2 separate regions of the Danio rerio genome follow, and region 2 is linked to region 1. The links are chromatin contacts, called in public HiChIP or PLAC-seq maps. All regions are on one chromosome and are shown on one strand. The core of a region is the stretch at or near the end of the contact, and the rest is flanking DNA. Distances in the headings are between cores, read along the strand shown.

Evidence for each region. HiChIP or PLAC-seq counts read pairs in DNA pulled down with a chosen protein or histone mark.
Region 2: a contact with region 1 is called in an H3K4me3 HiChIP or PLAC-seq map of embryo, with 3 times the contacts expected there. The contact joins the promoter of sp5l here to the promoter of acvr1ba in region 1. A contact is called at or near these places in 2 of 18 Hi-C or Micro-C datasets (caudal fin and hematopoietic stem cells) and 2 of 4 datasets of contacts at active chromatin or transcription factors (embryo and gastrula embryo).

Annotation. Positions count from the first base shown.
Region 1 is chr23:30,742,761-30,747,170 of GRCz12tu, forward strand. It overlaps acvr1ba (activin A receptor type 1Ba), which reads right to left and starts at 1,899. Exons shown (of 9, transcript NM_130990.1): 1 at 1,809-1,899. The coding sequence starts at 1,899.
Region 2 is chr23:30,947,923-30,952,332 of GRCz12tu, forward strand. sp5l (Sp5 transcription factor-like) reads right to left here and starts at 1,952. Exons shown (of 2, transcript NM_194371.2): 1 at 1,575-1,952; 2 at 1-773. The coding sequence starts at 1,628. arhgef25a (Rho guanine nucleotide exchange factor (GEF) 25a) reads left to right here. Exons shown (of 19, transcript XR_012398569.1): 17 at 1-29; 18 at 110-797.

The DNA.
Region 1 (4,410 bases), core at 649-3,148:
TGTGGATGTAACCACCATCCGTTTGGCCATACAAAAGAAAGGCAGACTCCCTTGACAGGCCACTGAATAGGGCTCATTGCCCACATTTCCATTACAAAGGACCAGACTCCAAATCTGACTTGAGTCTGAACTTGCTCAATGACCAGCTTCCCATCGTAGTCTACGACACAAATGTACTTGAATACACAAGAACCAGTAAAATCTGTAAATAAATGAAGCAATTAAAATAATGGCATTACAGGCCTTATGGCTTGGCAACGGGGGTCAACGAGGACTGTTTTTAATCAGATGAAATACACAATGCTGATTAATGTTAAGAAACACAGCCGGACTGTTTTGTAAACAAGGTACACCACAGCAAATGATGTACTGACAACAACATTTTCGATATAATCTAACATAACTACAAACAAGGCCAGTCATTTTAAATGAATCACTGGAATTCATGACAAGCTACATGTCACAACTAGCAATGGGAAGACCGACTTATTACTGTATATTGTTTCTTTTAAACATTTTCTAAACCAAAAATATGACAATAACAAAAACATTACACATCTCGATGACAGTAATAAAGTGAGGGGGAAACAAACAAATGATGCAGGCCATTTACAGAGTCCTTTGATAATTTAGCTTTTACATTTTTATGGTTAAATATTGAATCCAGCACATAATATACAGATTTTTTAAAACATAGCTACAAATACAAAAAAGATTATTTGCTTTTGATAAAACATTGTTAATGTTCAAAAGCTATGAATCCTTTTACAATATTCCCCATTCTGACAACTCATATTGATCTAAAAATGTAAATGTAGATATGTATTAAATGCACCAATGTGTACCTGAAATAAAGAGTTTATGTTGGCCTGTGAGTTATGATTTCTTTTCAGTAAATCATAATTTTAAAAGTGATTTTGGCTGAACCGAGTCCAGAAATGAATCCATTTGAATGTTTGTGAATCTTAAGTGCTTTGAAGTAAAAACAATTATTTAAGAAAACATAAGAGGAAAAACAAAAATCAACACAATAGATAAGTCTTACACTAATTCACCAACCTAATGCTATCATTTTGCGTAATTCAGGTGAATCACAGGACGACTCTCTCCTGTTTACGAACTAAACCGATTCAACCGATTAACTGAAAAGCTTCGAATCAACTACACAGGATTCACTTCGGAACAGGATGAACCCTCGTCAAAACGTGTAAATTACCAGGTAAGGTTGGCGTTTCAAGTTAAAAAATAAAAGTTTAGCAATAATTGACGTTTTGTGAAGTTCTGGAAATATGGGAGGTTTGGCCATACGTGCTACAACTCAAGTCAGGACTTAACAATATAGTTTTGACCGAGATGTAATAGTAAGTTAGTTGCAAACGTAAGGTAACGTTAAGCTTAAATCCATACATTTCACTAGCAATGTAAGCAGGCTCGTCTGTAAACAGGGGGAAGTGTGTACATTAATTATTTAAACGTGAATTTATTTGGGTATATTTTCCAAGGGGGCAGCAAACGCTCCTCCGCGGTTAAATCCTAAAATGCAACCTCGAAATTATCTATACAAATAAAAAAACAGTAAGGGATCAAGCTCACTAGAACATCCAAAGCCAATTCTACATGAATACGGAATAATTTAGGATACAGATGAGTGGTTTACAAACCCCAGACACAGCGCCATGATGAGCGCCAGGCTGCCTGCTTGCCCCGTCCAGCACAGCACAGCCTGGCCACGCTCTCTCTCCACACACCATCAGCCTAGCAAATAAATAAATACACACACCACACACGATCACAAGCACCCGACTCACCATCGCCGACCGCTAGTAATCCACACAGGGCGAGCAAGGCTACAGCAGTTCGTCGAGGAGGCATGACTGCAACATTCCCATCTCTTAGCATTAATGCATTCGTTGTGTGTGATATTGACAAGCGAGCGAGACTTCCAACACAACCACAAACCGACCAACCATACACCGTCTGCCAGGCTCGGCTAGACAATAGTGGGTTAAAGGGGTGTGCCCAGCTTTAAAGGGGAGGGCTCCACGCTTGGGCTCCTTTGTTGTGGTGAAATGTCTCTTTACAAGGACTCATTTGTGAATTGGCCCGATGGTCCTGTCTGTAGTTGAGGTCTCGTCTGGAGTGTTGTTTATTTATGCAGTGTCATATCTTATGTTCCTGACATTTGGCTTGTGGCTTTAGTTGACGGAGTTAAGGCAATCAAAACTGATTCTTAAGCAATGGGGAAACGTAGGGTTGTATCGAGGACATTATTTTTCCTATAAAAGCAGTTTTTTTCCAGGCTTTGATGCCACATTATTGGTCGATGCTGCCAGATACAAAATAATGTTTCTTATATTTGTTATAAGCAATAATATATATATATATATATATATATATATATATATATATATATATATATATATATATATATATATATATGTGTGTGTGTGTGTGTGTGTGTGTGTGTGTATTAAATTCAGTTCAACAAATGATTGATGTGAGATGAAGGCTGAAAAATGGGGGGAAAAAATACTAGCTTCTAAACATTTTTGTCACATAAATAGTTCACATACTGATTCACTAATATTTTACATTGTCGTATTTCTGGTGAATCAGACTGCGATACGATTACAAAAAGTTGTTTTCAGTGGTGTAAAGTAACAAATTACAAAAACTCAAATTACTTTGACTTTTTTTCAGGAATTATAATTTACTAAGTAGTTTTAAGAATGTGTACTTTTACTTTCCCTCGAGTACATTTTTAGTGCTGTATTGGTATTTTTTCTCCACTACTTTCCTTCAACTATTTAATTTTTTCTTATCTATGGGGATTAGAAAAATCAGTCCTGTGAATACTGTCCAATCGCACATAGAAAGTAAATTGCATCATACTGAGCAACCTCAAGACATTGGTGTTTTATACAGCAAACCATTTGGAAGCATTAAAAGTGTCCGAGAAAAAGTCCAAAATCTTTACACTCAATGACCCAGAGACGGTTTAGACTGCTGGTCACTTATAAGAAGACGAAAAGTGCCTACTGTGTGATGATGATTGAAATACCAAACAGTCTTAAACAATAACTAAATGCTCTACTGAATGTTACGTTTTCACACACACTCACAAATTGCATGTAAATATTTTAACCTTTCACAGCGTAATATCACTACTCACTACTCTTGAGTACTTTTAAAAGGGCTACTTTTTACAAATACTTAGAGCAATATTTACAGCAAATACTTTTACTTTACTTGGACTACATTTTTGGGTAAGTAATGGTACTTTTCCTAGAGTATTAACAAGTACTCTTTCCACCACTGGTTATTTTTCCCTAACCTTTTAATGACAGAATTGTTCAACATTGCCCATCTGACACCATCTTTGTGAATTACCACACATATACAGTTAAAGTCAGAATTATTAGGCCCTCTTTGAATTTTTTTTCTTTTTGAAATATTTTCCAAATGATGTTTAAAAGAGCAAGGAATTTTTCACAGTATGTCTGATAATATTTTTTCTTCTAGAGAAAGTCTTATTTGTTTTATCTTGGCTAGATTAAAAGCAGTTTTAAATTTATTAAAAACTATTTTAAGGTCAATATTATTAGCCTTTTTAAGCTATATTTTTTCTGATAGTCCACAGAAAAAACCATCAATATACAATAACTTGCCTTATTACCCTAACATGCCTAGTTAACCTAATTAACCTAGTCAAGCCTTTAAATGTCACTTTAAGCTGTATACAAGTTTCTTGAAAATTATCTTGTCAAATATTTTGTAATGTCATCATGGCAAAGATTAAATAAATTAGTAATTAGAAATGAGTTATTAAAACTATTATGTTTAGAAATGTGTTAAAAAAACAGAAATTGGGGGGAAAAATAAACAGGGGGCCTATTCATGGGGGGTTTATAATTCTGACTTCAATTAGCTTCTAATTAACACATTTATTATTAAGTTTTTAATATTTTTACATAGTTTTTATGAATGTTTTATCTTAGTGTAAAGCACAAGATTACGACTGTGTTTAAAAAAGTGCTACACAAATAAGCCTTACCTTGTTATAGTTAAAATGAGATAAATTAGACTAATAAAATGTATTAAAAGTAGTTTTATTGCTGTATGATGGAGTTGCAGAAAATGTAAGCATTTAATTAGGATTTGTTTTGGCTTAAATATGGTTCAATTTAATAAAACAAAAGTTACATTAAATGTTTAATTTATTTATTTGTTTTTTTAAATGTTGTGGAAACTAGAAAAAGTATATGGTTAAAATGACAATTTACAAGGTAATTTGTAAAGTTTATGATGAAAAATAACCTTTAATAAGAAAAGTACATCCAGATCATGGCAAATTCGTATGTAATTATGTCCAAAGAAATCTTTTTCTCACAAAAATGAATAATTTATCAT
Region 2 (4,410 bases), core at 702-3,201, 210 kb after region 1:
CCAGCATGCCAGCGCAGGTGCGCTTTGAGGTGAGAGGTTTTTTTATAAACCTTCCCACAATCTGGAATGTGACAAATGTGTAGTCTTTTCTTTCCAAACTCCAATGCAGCACCTCCGTTTCCTGTGGACTGGCAGTTTGGGCATTTGCATCGGCGACAGCGACGAGTAGAGCTCAACAGACCTTTGGAGGTTCCCTGCAGAAGTGCTGCAATTTGAGGCTGATGGCCCAAAACCAGCTGCCGTCCCAAGGAGAAAGGGTGCCCGGAGGGAGCGCTGTTACCCTGGGGGAGACTCCACCACTGCTGGCCATCCTCAACGTGACCTCCAGGCAGGTGAGCTCTTCCTGAGGGGTTTTGGAGGAAGCTTGGAAAGTTTTGACTGACGGCGTTGTGCTGCGTGTAGTATGGCGCATTCCCTTGCATTTTAACCGGGGAAAGCTCGAATGAATATGCAGACGGAGGCTCCGCTGGAGGAGTGAGGGGAAGCTCGTGGTGGTGATGATGGTGGTGATGGTGGTGATGGGAGTGCGAGCCCAGAGTGGGTTGCATGTGGCTGGGAAACTGCATTTTGGGCACGGTGAAGGTCATCTGGTGAGCGCTTAAGCTGGAGTTCGGGGCCACGTCGTTGCTCCAGAGCTGGAACATGCTGGATGCGGAGCCCACCGGACCCTCGTAAGGGAGCTGCGAGCCTTCCTGCCAAGCCTGACTGCATGTGGTGGCCAGAAAGGAGAGGGTGTTTGGACCACTTTCTGGAGATGAGCTGGGAGTGCGGTCCTAGGGGGAAGAAAACAAATATTTGTAAATAAGTCATGCTTTTTTCTTCATATTTTTCACATTTAATATTTTGAGTTGGAGATGCAAAAAGTAAAATATATTTAATTTCTTTCTTATTTAATATTAATTGTTAATAATCTTAAGTTTAATTTCCATTTTATTTTTATTTTTTATGTTAAATTATTTTTTGAAATGTAAAAAAAAATGGTATAATTACAAAATCAAAACTGAAAACAAGGCAGCTTACATCTATTTTATCAATTTATTTAGTAAATTAAGTTTATTATCTTACTATTATTTTGGAATTGTTTTACAATGATAAAAACTAAAAACAAGTTTGAAATTCACCTAATTTAAATGTTATGTATTATGTTAATCAGTATATTTAGAGTATAATAGTAGTTTAAGTTAAAATTTTTCAAATAAGGTAAACAATAAGATAAGATGACACCAAAGTAGCTTTTAAGATAATTTTAATCACTGTTCTAAAATTGTTCTCAAAAATCTTTTTTTTTAAATAACAAATGTTATTTCAATCTTGAACAAATGATAACTTGTGACTAGATAGATAGATAGATAGATAGATAGATAGATAGATAGATAGATAGATAGATAGATAGATAGATAGATAGATAGATAGATAGATAGATAGATAGATAGATAGATAGATAGATCAAAAAAATAAAAGTTACAAAGCAAAAATGTAATTCTAAGTTGTTGATGCGATTGTGCCAAATTGCTTTTATATAACTGAAGCAGAAAATGCACGATTAACAAACTGATGAGAAAAGTTTGCAGTACCTGTAAGAAATTGTGGAGGAAATTGTCCGCTCTGGATAAGGTTAATGCAGCCATGTGTTCACGGTTGTTTCAAGATATCCACACCTGCGTGAAGCGCGGCGCGCGGTGCGTAACCGTGCCAAAGTCTCAGTGTGCGGGAACGAGGAGGCGCGCAAAGATCCTGTTGACCCCCTTACACAGCCAGGTGCGTGCGTTCAGATATATCGCTGAAAAATCAATAATCCTTGGATTCTCTCTTCCAAATCCTGTCCTTTCTCGCCTGTGAGAGTTGTTGGCCACTCCGCGCTGTTGCTCCTGTTTTTCTGGGTCTCGTTTTCAAAAGCAGCGTCTTTCAAACCAGGTCTCTTCCTTTTGAAGTGCGACTGAAGGGCCTGTCGCAATAAGTCCTGAGGATCATTTCAAAGGCGGTCGGATTGCATCTTCTCTTTATAGGGAAAAGATCCTCTCGACGGGGTCTCTTAAGTATGTATCAGGAGGGCCAGTGAATGGAGGAGAGATACGGTGGGGGAATATTTGGGGAGGGCAATCTTTGGGAGATTAGGAAGAGGGGTGTGTATTATAACCTTCGTTTCATTCTAATTTAATTTTGCCAAATGTTAACCTGTGAGAACCCCTTCCCTTTAGCGCTTCTAGGTGAGAAGAGTCTTAATATGACAGAGTTTGTTTACATGTATCTGATATTTACAAGTTTAACGACTCGTTCTTTAGTGACAAATTAAAAACTAAACAAACGGACGAGCTTGTTATAATCAGTATTTATAACATTTTTATTCAAACTAACACCGTTTTATTTAAGCCACACTTTCTTTTACACTAAAATAAATACTTTTCAATAGATTAGGTGCAATGAATCTCCAAAATCTTTACTTTTAAATTTAAGATTAGTTTATTTTATTGTAGTTTGATGCAGTCGTGCACTTCAAATGATAATGAAAATAGGTCTGTAACATGAATGTGGCATTCAAGATTCACTATAGGCAAATACATTGTTGGTATTGTTAGGCCTCATGTTGGGTTTAAAGTGATACTAAGCTATTTTGTAAAGTGCGTTATGGATTTTGCTTTCACTAGGCCTGTATTTGATCCATATGAGCATCTGTGAACCTGCCTCTTTAGCTGTTATTAGTTGTAAGCTGGTCGTTCTAAAAGATGTCATATTAATGATGACGCTAAACGACATTTGAAAACGATCGAATTAAGCTATTCTTCTTTTCTCATTAATAAACGCGATATGTACCTCCATGCACATTCAGTAGTTCGCACTCTTAAGTGATTTTATAAATAAAGAGCCCTGCGTGATATTTTCACACTCCGGGTTCAAGTTAAGGGCGTCATCACGTTTAAAGGGATTAAATGCAGAGCATCCAAAGTTCATCTAACACTTTGAGCCTTTCTCTTAGAGAATTTACATTGAAGTCGGAAAGCCATTTAACATCTTAATACATAGAAAATCCTCACTGCTTTGTGTTGCCTCGCACCTCTAGTCGCATAACAATCGACCTTTGTCCCAGCAGATGCATCGCTTTAGTCTGCTAAAACATACCACAGTGATGGAGAATTAAAATGACACGTAGGAAACGTGCTTAACGTATAAATATGTCGTTTAATCAGTCAAAAGGATCGAGTAGATTATATATTTAGCATAGAAAGCTGTCTTTAAAAAAAAATCTAGAAACTGTACAGTAATTTCCCCATTAGTTTCTCTTTGTAACAAGTTGGTACATTAAAAAAAAAATCTATTATTACTTGCTCAAACTATTATTTCAATAAAAAAAAGCTAAAACAGCACAAATCTTGAGATTTCATTTGGACAACGTAATTGTTTTTGTGTTCAATCCACATAAATTTGTTAAAAGTGTTAAGTTAGCTTAATCGTTTTGTGTTGGGACAACATAAATTAATTATTTGTAACCCTGCATTTTTTACAGTGTAGTTGCTGTGGAATAGAAAGAATACTGTAAAAAATGCAGGGTCACACGTAATTCATTCATGTTGTCCCAACACAAAGTGAAAAAGTTAACTTAACACTTAAACCAAATTTGTGGATTGAACATAAAAAAATTAAGTTGTCCCAATAAAATTTCAAGAATTGGGTTGTTTTAGCTTATTTTAATTAAGTAGTTTGAACAAGTAAACATATTTTTTGAGTGAAGTTATGAAGTTTTTTTTTGCAGTAAAAACTAAGGTATACTACAGTATTTATTACAGTTAATCAGTACACTACAGTTAATAGTACAGTATGCATTTTACTATTCATTAACAAATGCTATAAAAATGATATATACACTGCAACATACTGAGTTCTACATAATTCCTTCATGTTACCCTAACTCAATTGGATTAAGTTAACTTAATGGTTTTTACACATTTAAGTTGATTGAACATAAAACAATTAGGTAAAAATACATAGGATTTGTGTTGGTTTAACTCATATTAAATAGGTAATTTGAACATGCAGAACAAGTCATTTTTCGAGTGTTTACACGTAGTAATATAATACTTGGTATGGTAAAAAATACAGCACTTATAATAAATAACTATAGTATTTTTTTCATGTGGGATAAAAATTTATTTGGTCCTCAAATTATATTATCAACATCAATAGTGAAACACTTTTCCCTTTACAACTTATCTTTTTTTAGCGTATTTTAGGGTATTTTATGCTTGATGATAATAGAGTTATAGTTTGCAAAGATTCCTCTGTCACTAAAGCAGCATCAAACACATTGTGTGTTTCTCAAGTACTTGAATTTGTCTCACAGTTCATTAAAACAACAAATGAATCCACATCTTTTAATAAATAGCAGGTACAAACAAACAAACCATCAACCTCCGT